2 separate regions of the Cricetulus griseus genome follow, and region 2 is linked to region 1. A link is a contact called in public Hi-C data. All regions are on one chromosome and are shown on one strand. The core of a region is the stretch at or near the end of the contact, and the rest is flanking DNA. Distances in the headings are between cores, read along the strand shown.

Region 1 (5,277 bases), core at 1,862-4,361:
TTTTTCCTTCCACTATATGGGTCCCAGATATCAGACTCAGGTCAGGGCTTGGGGACAAATGCCTTTACCAAGCTGGCCTTTTTGTCTGTTTGACAGCAGCTTCATGTTCCCAAGGCTGGCTTTGACCTAGCTCTGTAGAGGGAAATACTTTTCAACCCCTGATTCTCTTACCTCACCACCTAAAGGTTGGGATTACAGGTGTTCACCACCACCACACCCAAGTTATGCTGTGCTGGGAGCAGAACCCATGGTTTCACATGGGATAGGCAGGCACTCTATCTCAGCCCCAATTCATGAGCTTTAAGTCAAATGCCATCCCTATGGGATCCCCCTCTGTCCCAATCATTGCACTGTCCATACTCACACATTAATCACGCAGTAGCCATCTTGGCTGTCAGGTTGAGCACAGTGCTTGTGTTCGAATATTTTGCTGAATGACTTTTTTCTATAATTTATTTATTCTTTTACATTTCATTTTACATTCTAACCACAGTTCTTCCTCCACCCCGCTTCCCGTCTCCCCTCATCTCTCCGCCCAGCCCACCCCAGCCCACTCCTCCTCATGGGTAAGGGCTCCCATGAGGAGTCACCAAAGTATGGCACAATAGGCTGGGGCAGGGCCAAGCCCTCTCCCATGCATTAAGGCTGAGCATGGCATCCCACCATAGGGAATGGGCTCCAACAAGCTAGCTCGTGTACCTGATTTGTATCATAGTCCTACTGCCAGGGGCCCCTCAGATTGTCCAAGATTCACAACTGTCTCCTAACAACAGTGGAGAGGATGCCCAAACGGGCCTACCCCTGTAATCAGATTGGTGAATACCCCAACTATCATCATAGAGCCTTCATTCAGTAATTGATGGAACCAGCCGCAGAGATCCACAACCAAGAACCAGGCCAGCTCCGGGAATCCAGTCAAAGAGAGGGAGGAGGGAACATAGGAGCAAGGGAGGTCAAGATCATGATGGAGAAATCTACAGAGACAGCTGAACCAAGCTCATGGAAACTCATGAACTCTAGACCTACAGCTGTGAAGACTGCAGGGGACCAGACTAGGCCCTGCATATGAGGGGAACAGCTGCTGAGTGGTTTTCAAGTGCAAAAGTGGTGATGGCAGCAACTCCATTGCAACACATTGTCATAGTCATTCTAGTTCATCATTTGGGCTTTTTGATATTTACTTTTTATTTTTGTCCATGTGCGTACATGTATGGGCACATGCCTACAGATGTGCAGAGGCCCCCGACAGCCAGAGAGGGGGTGGATCCCTGGAGCTAGGATTACAGGCACTTGTGAGTCACCCAATGGGGATGCTGGGAACTGAACTAGGTCCCCTCCAAGTGCTGTACCTGCTTTTAACTGCTAAGCCATTAGGAGCCGCTAATCTCCTATTATTAGTTCTGGTCCTTAGGTTCATTCTGTGCATAATCTATAAATTAAACTTTATTATAGGTATAGGAAAACTTCAGTACATGTTTTCACACAGTCTGGGGCTTCAGGAGTCACCTGGTAGACTTGGGATGCAATCTCTGGAGGATAAAGGGTGACCATGGTTTTAAACCTTCAACCTAAACAAATGTGAGTGATGAAGAAAAGGAGAGTGAGGGAAATGGAGAGGGAGAAAGCCCTAAAAGCTCTTGCTACAATTTATATTCTTTCCAAGTTCACATTTAGGTGTAGTTTACATCTGTTGCATTTTAATTTTGACCTGTGTTTTTTATTTTGTTTTGCTTTGGGGGCTTGTTGTTGCTGTTTACATTTATTTATTTATTTATTTATTTATTTATTTATTAAGACACCCTCTCTCTTTACATAACTCAGGCTGGCTGTGAACTCTCTTGACTAATCCTCTTGCCTCTGGTTCCCCAGGGATCAAATTATAGGCACACAAAAGTATGCCGGGCTAATCTGGTTTATTTGTTTGTGTGTGTGTGATTTTATTGTTTGTTTGGCTGTTTTGTTGTTTGGGGTTTTGTTTTTTGTTTTGACACAGTGCCTCAGCCCAGAATGTGAACTTGTTATGTAGCCAAGGATAACTTTGAACTCTGATTCTGATCTGTCTACATCTGCTTTCCAAACTACAGTATTACAGGTGTATACCCTCACATCCAGTTACACACACACACACACACACACACACACACTATATATATATGTATTATATATAAACAAAAAAAGACACTTGCATCTAATAAGTTCTCAACACTAAAGCTCTATACTGTTTTACTTTTTTGGTTTTGTTTTGTTTCTCGAAACAGGGTTTCTCTGTGTATCCATGGATGTCCTGGAACTCGCTCTGGAGACCAGGCTGGCCTTGATGCCTCTGCTTCCCGAGTGCTGGGATTAAAGGCATGTGCCACCAACGCCCGGGTATTTAAAATTTTTAAGGTTACATTTCATATATGTATTTTGTGTTGCGTGGGAGCATGTACAAACCAGGGTACTTGACTGTGTGGATGTCAGGACAGCTTGCAGGGTCAGTCATTCCCTTTCACCTTCTATGGGGGGGGGGGCATCTCTATGATTGGAGCCATCACACCGGCACTGTTTTGTGTCACTTTGCTTAAGATAGGCTCTCTCGAGCACGCCACTTAGCTGAGGCTGAACTTGAGCTACAATTTGCTCCTGTCTGTCTGCCTTCAAAGCGTTGGAATCACAGGTGTACACCACCGCGCCTGCCTTGCTTGTTTGGGGACAGAATATTGTTGTGTAGCCCTGAGCTGATCTTGAACTCTGTTCCCGCACCACCCCGCTTTGAGTGATGTTTTCCTCCTTTTCTGCACACCGTGTTCAGCTCCCGGAATCATCCTTGCTTCTTCATAAACTCTAAAGATCGAGCATCCACCTCTCACCCTTTTCCCGCCTTTCCCCCCCTACAAATGCTCCAGAGCTCAAGGCCCTCGTTGTCCCCTACCTCCGCCCTTCCCATCCTCCAATCAGCCCACCAGGACAGCCTTGTTACCATGACAACCGAGCTTCTGCAAAGCTGAAGTCAAGGACCTGGTTGCCATGGTTTCCGCTTCTCCGCCTTCAGCCCCTCCCGCCTCTGGGTGGGACCGGGAGGGGGAGAGCGCGGCAGCGCTGGCGCCTGCGCAATGCGGCCGCGCGGGGGAGCCGGCGAGGCCGGGGGGCGGGGCTTCAGGCGGAGAGGGAGGGAAAAGAAAAGAATCCGACGGGCCGCGGAGCGGGCTCCTACGGTGGCCGGAGAGGGACGTGCCGGGCCGGAGGCTGCAGGATGGTAGGCAGTGCTGAGAGGGAGGGGACGGGGGACCCGAGGGGCGTGGGCTGTACCTGCGGGGGTCCGGAGGGGGCAGCGTTTGGTGGGAGTCGCCCTGTCTTCCCTGTGGTCCGCTGAGGATCCACTTCCCGGAGCGGCTGGGCGAGCCGACCTCGGGAGCTGGAAATGGCACTCGGGACAGGGGCGGGGAGGAGTCTCGTTGGTTGGGCTGCAGGGTGGCGGGACTGTCCCGAGCAGGGTCAGCGTTCGGGACACGGGGTCCTGTCCTGGAGACGCCCCGGGCGCCGTGGCGGGGGAGCCACCCGCGGAGAGGGGCCCCGGGATCCCCGGGGGTCGCGGTGGCCGAGCCCCCTCCGGGAGGCCCGCGCCTGAGCGCACGGTGCGGCAGGAGGGAGGCGGGAGGGAGGCAGGGGCGGTTTCCGGGTCTCCACAGCTGACCCCCGACTCCGTAGTCGGGGAGCCTGGGCTCTGGAGGACGCGCCGACTCTGCCGTTCCCACCTTCCCACCACCGCGGTCCAGTTTCCTTCCCCAGCCCAGGCCTTCCGTCTTCCTGCCCGCACTCGGCTCCCTCAGTTCTTCACATCCCCTGGCCCCCACCAGCCACCGCCCCTGCTTTCTGGGGGTCTTTGTTCCTTTTAATTGATGGCCTGGAAGCTGAATTGCCGCACACACCCAGAGATTCCAGCCCTGGCCGTGTTCACAGATCTGTTTGCTGGGAATTGAGTTCAGGTTTTGGAAGCAAGAGCCCCCTGCAACTGGGAAGAAACTAGATCCAGGAAGCAATGAGGACTCTCATTCCACAGACATTCCCTAGGAGAGCCATCGGGGTCACTGGACTCTCTGTGAGGGACTTCGTGATCTGGTGTCTGGGACCCGTAACCCAGGCACTCAGGAGGATCAGAAAATCAAGGGCAGCCTTGGCTACATATGAAATATAGGTCAGCCTGAGCTACATGAAGCCCTGTCTCAAAAAAAAAAAAAAAAGAAAGAAAGAAAGAGAAGAGGGCCAGAGAGATGGCTCAGCTTCTAAAGGTACTTGACAACCTGAATTCAATCCCTGGAGTCCTCACAGTGGAAGGAGAGAACTGTCCTTAAAAATTTTAAATAGCTGGGCGTTGGTGGCACACACCTTTAATCCTAGCACTATGGAGGCAGAGGCAGGCGGATCTCTGTGAGTTCGAGGCCAGCCTGGTCTCCAGAGCGAGTGCCAGGATAGGCTCCAAAGCTACACAGAGAAACTCTGTCTCGAAAAACCAAAAAAAAAGCAAAGAAAAAAAAAGAATTCCTTAATGCAGGAAAGATGCCTAAGTCATTGAGAGTACTTGCTGCTCTTCCAGAAGAACCAGTTCAGTTCCCAACACGTATATCAGGCAGCTCACAACCTTCTGTAGCTCCTGATCTGATGCCTCTGGCCTGCATGGGCACCTGCACTCATCTGCACATACCCAGTATATAGACACACAACATAAACTTACACATAACTAAAAATAGTAGTGGGCTAGAGAGAGGGCTCAGTGCTTAAGAGCATGTGTTGCTCTTGCTGAGGACCTGGGTTTGGTTCCTGTCACCCACATGGTGACTTATAACCATCTATAACCCTGGTTCTGGGGTATCAACAGGCATGTGTGTGACACATACATGTATGCATGTGAGTATTGAGTATTTCATACACATAAAGTAAAATAAATCTTTAAAAAATAAGAAAAGCAAATCTTAAAAGAATTCTATAAGGAAGGTAATTTTATGGTTTCTGTCTTTCGAGTAAAGAAACTGAGGTTCAAAGACTTTTTTTTTTTTTTTTTTACAAAGCCAGTAAGATAGATCAGCAGACAAAGGCACTTGCTGCCAAGGCTTGGGTATCTAAATTTGATTCCTGGAGCTCACATTGTAGAAGCAGAGATCCAGTTCCCAAAAGCTATCCTCTGAACTACACACACACACACACACACACACACACACACACACACACACACACACGTAATAAAATGTTTTTGTGCTTATTATTTGTGTGGATGTGTGCTTGCCATGGCAAGAGTGT
Region 2 (5,277 bases), core at 1,687-4,186, 59 kb before region 1:
CGCCTTACCCTTGCTGGGGCAAAGCTGCCAGAGAGAGCACCTGGAAGCCCTTCAGCAGTGGGCTGGACCTATGGGACGGGAATCAGCCCATCCGATTGACTCGGGGACTTAATTTATCAAAATGTATCAGGGAGGAAGAAAGGTTAGATCTTCAGGGTTGGAGGAGCAGAGCCCATTCACTGACATCAGATAATTCCTCTCGTGACATGCTGGGTGAGGAGGTATCTTGGTGACCAAGTGGAGGAGAGTGTGTGTGTAGGGGAGAGGACCAGAAGAATCTGCAACTTTGGGAAGACAGCACGACATGTCTCCAGAGGAAGTTGCAGCTGTCACTTAGGGGCCAGGAGAGAGTGGGTTGAAGACAAGGCCTGGGGTCAGCCTTGTCCACTGCTCCCCATTGCCTTGGGACCAAGTGCCTATGCTATGAAACCTTACAGTTGCTTATGTTGTACCTCCCGTTTCTCAATAAAGTTCTCTGGAACCATTTCTGTAGTAATTACCTCTGTGTGGCTGGTCTTGTTTGCCTCTGTGCCTGTGAGAAAGACACCATGACCAAAAGCAGTTTGGGGAGAAAAGGGTTTATTGCAGCTTACAGCTGGTCATCCCTCATCAGGGGAAGCCAAGGTAGGAACCTGATGGCAAGAACTGATGCAGAGACCACAGAAGGATGCTGCTTACTGACTTGTTCTCCCCAGCTTTTCAGTTTGCTTTGTTTTTCAAGACAGTGTTTCTCTGTGTAGCTTTGAAGCCCTATCTACACATAAATTTTTTTTAAATGTCAGTTTTCTTGTTTTAAACACACATTTAAAAAAAATTATGTGTGTGGATATTTGTCTTGCATGTAAGTCTGTGCAGCACATGTATGCAGTGTTTGTGAGCTGCCATGTGAGTGTCAGGAATTGAAACTAGGTCCCCTGGGAAAGCAGACCGTGATCTTAGCCACTGAGCCATCTCTCCAGGCCCTCAGCTTGCTTTTTTTTTGTGCAACAGGCTCAACTGCCCACAGGTGGTACCACCCATAGTGGGCTGGACCCTCCTACATCAATGTCAGTCAAGAAAGTGCCCTACAGGCTTCCCTGCTGGCCACTCTGAGGGAAACTGCTCCTCAACTGACATTCCCTTTCCCTAGATGACTCTGGTTTGTGTCAAATTGACAAAAAAAAGCTACCCAACACAGTGGCTGTGACTAAAATTACTTCAGGGGGCTGGAGAAATGGCTCAGTGAATAAAGTGTTAGCCAAACAAACAGGAGGGACTAAATTCAGATCCCTAGCACCCACAAGAAACCTGACCTGCTGATGCATGTTTATGATCCCGAGTGCTGGGGAGTGAGAGACAGGCAGTTCCCTTTAGTTCACTGTTAGCTAGCCTAGCTGAATCAGTGAGCTTCGAGTTATATGAGAGACCCTCTCTCAGATATACAGTGACAAGATAGCTCAGCAGGTAAGGGTGCTTGCTTGTCAGCAAGCCTAATGACCTGAGTTTGATGCCTGGGATCACACATGGCAGAAGGAAAGGACGACTCCTGCAAGCTGTCCTCTGGCCATCACATGTCCACCATGGCATCCATGGAGTTATGTGGGGAGGATGCCTTATATCATAGAGAACCAGGAAGTAGTGCAGACTCAGGCGGGGGGAGGGGGTATTACCTTCCAAAGCCCACCCTTGGTGACATACTTCACCAGACAGGCCCTGCCTCCTAAAGGCCCCGGAGCCTTCAGAATAGTACCACAAGCCAAGGGCACAAGCTTGGAGCTGGAGAGATGGCTCAGCAGTTAAGAGCAGGTACTGCTCTTGCAGAGGACCTGAATTTAGTTTCCAGCACCCACCTGTGCAGAACCTTCCATAAACTCTAGCTCTAGGGAGTCTGATGCCCTCTTTTGGCTTCTATGGGTACTGCATGCAAGTGTACATACCCAAACACATACTCACATATACACATAATTGAAAATAAACAAAATCTCAAACATGAGCCTGTGGGAGACATTTCAGATGCAAACCAAGGCAGATAAGTTCACAGGCATGGAGAGTGTTCCACACCAGGGCCTAAGAAGCAGAAAGAGTCACAGTCATGGCTACTTAGTGGTCACTTGGGGACATTGCAGAAACCAAAGTGACCAACTTGATGACTACCTATGATCTAGCCTCCTCTTAGCTTAGCTTCTGCAGGACAAATGGAGGCACTTCTGACCTAAGCCTTCCTGAAAGCCAGACACTAAGCTGGCAAGATGGCTCAGCAGGTGAAGATGTTTGCTGCCAAGTCTGATGACCTGAGCTCAGTTTCTGAAACCCACAGACAGGGTGGAAGGGAGAGAAGTAACTCTCAGTTGTCCTCTGACTGCCACACATATGCAGTGGCACACACACACACACACACACACACACACACACACACACACACACACACAAAACACTCTAAATAAATAATGTAATTTTTTTAAAGGGGAACATGGTAGCATGCACTTATAATCCTAGCTTTAGAGTCCTAGGCCAATGAGAGACCCTGTCTCAAAAATCCAAGGTAAATGGTGCCTGAGGACTGACAGCCATAGCTATCCTCTGGTCTCTGCTACCTCACACTGGCACACACGTGCACAGAAACGCCCACACACAAACCAGGAAGATACAGTGAACAAAAGAGGAGGCCTTGAAGAAGTCTGACATGGAGGTATGGGAAGGTAGTTCTGAGACATTTCCCGCTCCGGGCTCCCTCTAGGGTCTTGTTCTCCCCAGCCAGGACCCCCAACAAGGAGAAGGAATGACAGCCTAGGAGGGGCTGCTGTTGATGGCCTGGCTCAGGAACAAGGCCTCACTGCCGCAGTGACAGCCTACAGAAGAATTCTGCAATTCATTCTCTGATGACTAAGCCTGGACCTGGGCGCCTGGGCGAACCCGGGGGAACGTGACTCAGCAGCAAGCTGAGGGGCCTGGCGACAAGAGACTGCCTCAGTCCATGTGAGCCAAGACCACAGAGAGGACAACCAGTTCCCAGCTTCAAACCCCAAGGCGGAGTGCCTGCCTCTGTGGTCAGACCCACGAGGGGCTCGTGCTGCAAGCCATGTGGCCACGAGCCTCCTCCCTCTAAGCAAGCTTATCCTGCTGTGCACTCGGCTACACCAGTGCCAGGGGCCACCTCTGCCACCCACAGCTCTGGTGAAAAGCCTTATTACAGGAGAGACAGCAGGAGAGACAGAGAAAGATGGGGGTGGAGGGACTCATCCCAGGCTGGGGACATGCTAGACAGATGACCCTAGCTTCCTGCCTGTATTAAGGAGCTGGGAAGGGAGTACATCAAGCTTGACTTTTCCCGGGGGCCAACTCTGAAAACGTCTATGCATTTTCAAAAGTAATAGTGTCTGTTTCCTCTTCTCCAGAGTCGTAAGGATGGTTCAATGAAGTATCTGGGGGTGGGAGGTAGCATCTCCAGTTAGGCACGGTGGGCCACTCCTATAATCCCAGCACCTAGGAGGCAGAGGTGGGAGGATTGTGGAGTTTAAGGGGCAGCCTGGGCTATATAGCAAGACTGTCTCAAACAAAGAACACACATGAATAGAAGGGAAAAGAGAAGGAACAGAAAGGGAGGAGGAAAGGGTTGAGAAGGATAATAGCAGTCTCAGAGAGAGAGAGAGAGACGCCATGGCTGTGGTGTGGTGGTCATTCAAAGAGAAGGTCACACATGCAGGCCATCTCCCTCTAATCTTGGCCCCTGCTGGCATCCCCATGTCTGTTTACCATGGACAGGGTTATATGCATAGCAGGATAAGGACTCTGACTCAGCCACGGGCTGTTACTCTGTAGGAATCTGCAGGCTGAGAAAACACATCAGGAGTTTGTGGCAAACCTAGCTGCTTTTGTCCAACCTGAACCCGACCTGATGAGTTACTGGCAACTCTGTAGTTAGGGTGAGGTCCTGGGGCTGAACACAGGGTTCCCTTTTCCTTCGGAGGTAAGCATGAGTAACAGTGAGGACACTCAAGTCTGGGGAGAAGAGATGGCAAGCTCACCCAGGAGAGCTTTCTCCTGAGTGCTTGACTTATTTTTTAAACAGTTTCAGATAGCTCAGGCTGGCTTCAAACTCACTGTGTAGATGGGGATGACCTTGAACTTCGGTCTTCCTGCTTCTGCCTCCCAGTTGTTGGGATTATGGGGGTGTACCACCATAGACAGTTGATGTGGTGCTGGGGACCATGCCAGGCAAACACAGAACCAACTGAGATACAGCCCCAGCCCTGCCTGAGTTTGTTTTGTATTGTTTTGTGGGGTGGTTGGGTTTTTTGGTTTGGTTTGGTTTAGTTTTGGATTGGTTGTTGTTTCCTGAGGCAGAGTCTCATTCTGTACCTCAGACTAGCTTCAAAGTTTCTACAATCCTCCTGCCTCAGCTTCCCACGTATGGAGAATGGTACTTAGGAGCACCAAGTCTAAGCCAGGCCCTTTTTAACCCACTGTGAGTGTTAGCTAAATTCTCTCCTTCTTGGTTCTACAAAGCTGGCCTTACTGCCATGCCTATTTCCATGCTGAGAAACGTGAGAGTACAGAATTATGTAACGCACAGCAAATCACCAGGAGCCAGGCAGAGACCAGAGCCCTCCGAGGCCTACTGATGCCAACTGTTACCACACCCAAACAAGGGAAAGCTACTCCCGAGATCTTCCCAAGAAACAAAGCCATACCCCATGTCTGACCTGGCCGCTCCCCCCCACCCTGTGTGTGTGAGTGTGTGTGTGAGTGCTCGAGTTTTCGTGCATGTGTGCATGTGTGTTTGTGTGTGTTTCCAATTTCTCATGGGTCACCATTCCAGCTCCCTCCATATATCTCTGCTCAAATATGCAGATTCACTTCATCTGGGGAGGAATGGAGTTGATGGATCTGGGGGGGGGTTGGCAGATGATGAGATCTGCCTTCAAGCTAGCCTGAAACTTCAGGTTGCTCTCTGCCCTCTGCCTGCAGAAGTGTCTTGAAGCTTATGTGGTGGTGGTGTTTTCTGGCTTTGTTTTAAGATTTATTCTTTTTTAAATGATCCTATCTGTGTGTGTTGGAGAGGAGAGGTATCTGCATGTTCAGTGTTCCTGGCAGCCAGAAGAGAGCACTGAATTCCCTGAGGCTGGAGTTACAGTCACCTGGTGTGAGTCACCCAATGTAAGCCATGTAAGCGCTGGGAACTGAACTCTGGTCCTCTGTAAGAGAAGTGTGTCCTCTTAACAGCTAAGCCATCTTTCCAGATCCATTTTGCTGTTTTAGAACACGTGTCTGTGCATGCCCATGTATGGATGGATGAAA

What was found. Hi-C and Micro-C count contacts between places; a contact is called where the count stands out from the background.
Region 2: a Hi-C map of fibroblasts shows a contact between it and region 1, with 2.8 times the contacts expected there. The contact joins the enhancer-like site here to the promoter of Ap1s1 in region 1. A contact is called at or near these places in 3 of 8 Hi-C or Micro-C datasets (the CHK-Q cell line, the CHO-K1 cell line and fibroblasts).

The regions. Positions count from the first base shown.
Region 1 is chr4:115,988,059-115,993,335 of CriGri-PICRH-1.0, reverse strand. It overlaps Ap1s1 (AP-1 complex subunit sigma-1A), which reads left to right and starts at 3,111. Exons shown (of 5, transcript XM_027416219.2): 1 at 3,111-3,238. The coding sequence starts at 3,236.
Region 2 is chr4:116,046,835-116,052,111 of CriGri-PICRH-1.0, reverse strand. All of the region lies in intron 3 of Trim56 (E3 ubiquitin-protein ligase TRIM56), which reads left to right. Among named protein-coding and RNA genes, the nearest start is that of Trim56, 13 kb to the left of the region's middle. Within about 2 kb of position 2,936, at least 3 of the 6 cell types and tissues checked have open chromatin away from gene starts, as enhancers often do. A contact at or near this core is called in the CHO-K1 cell line and fibroblasts, where this site is marked.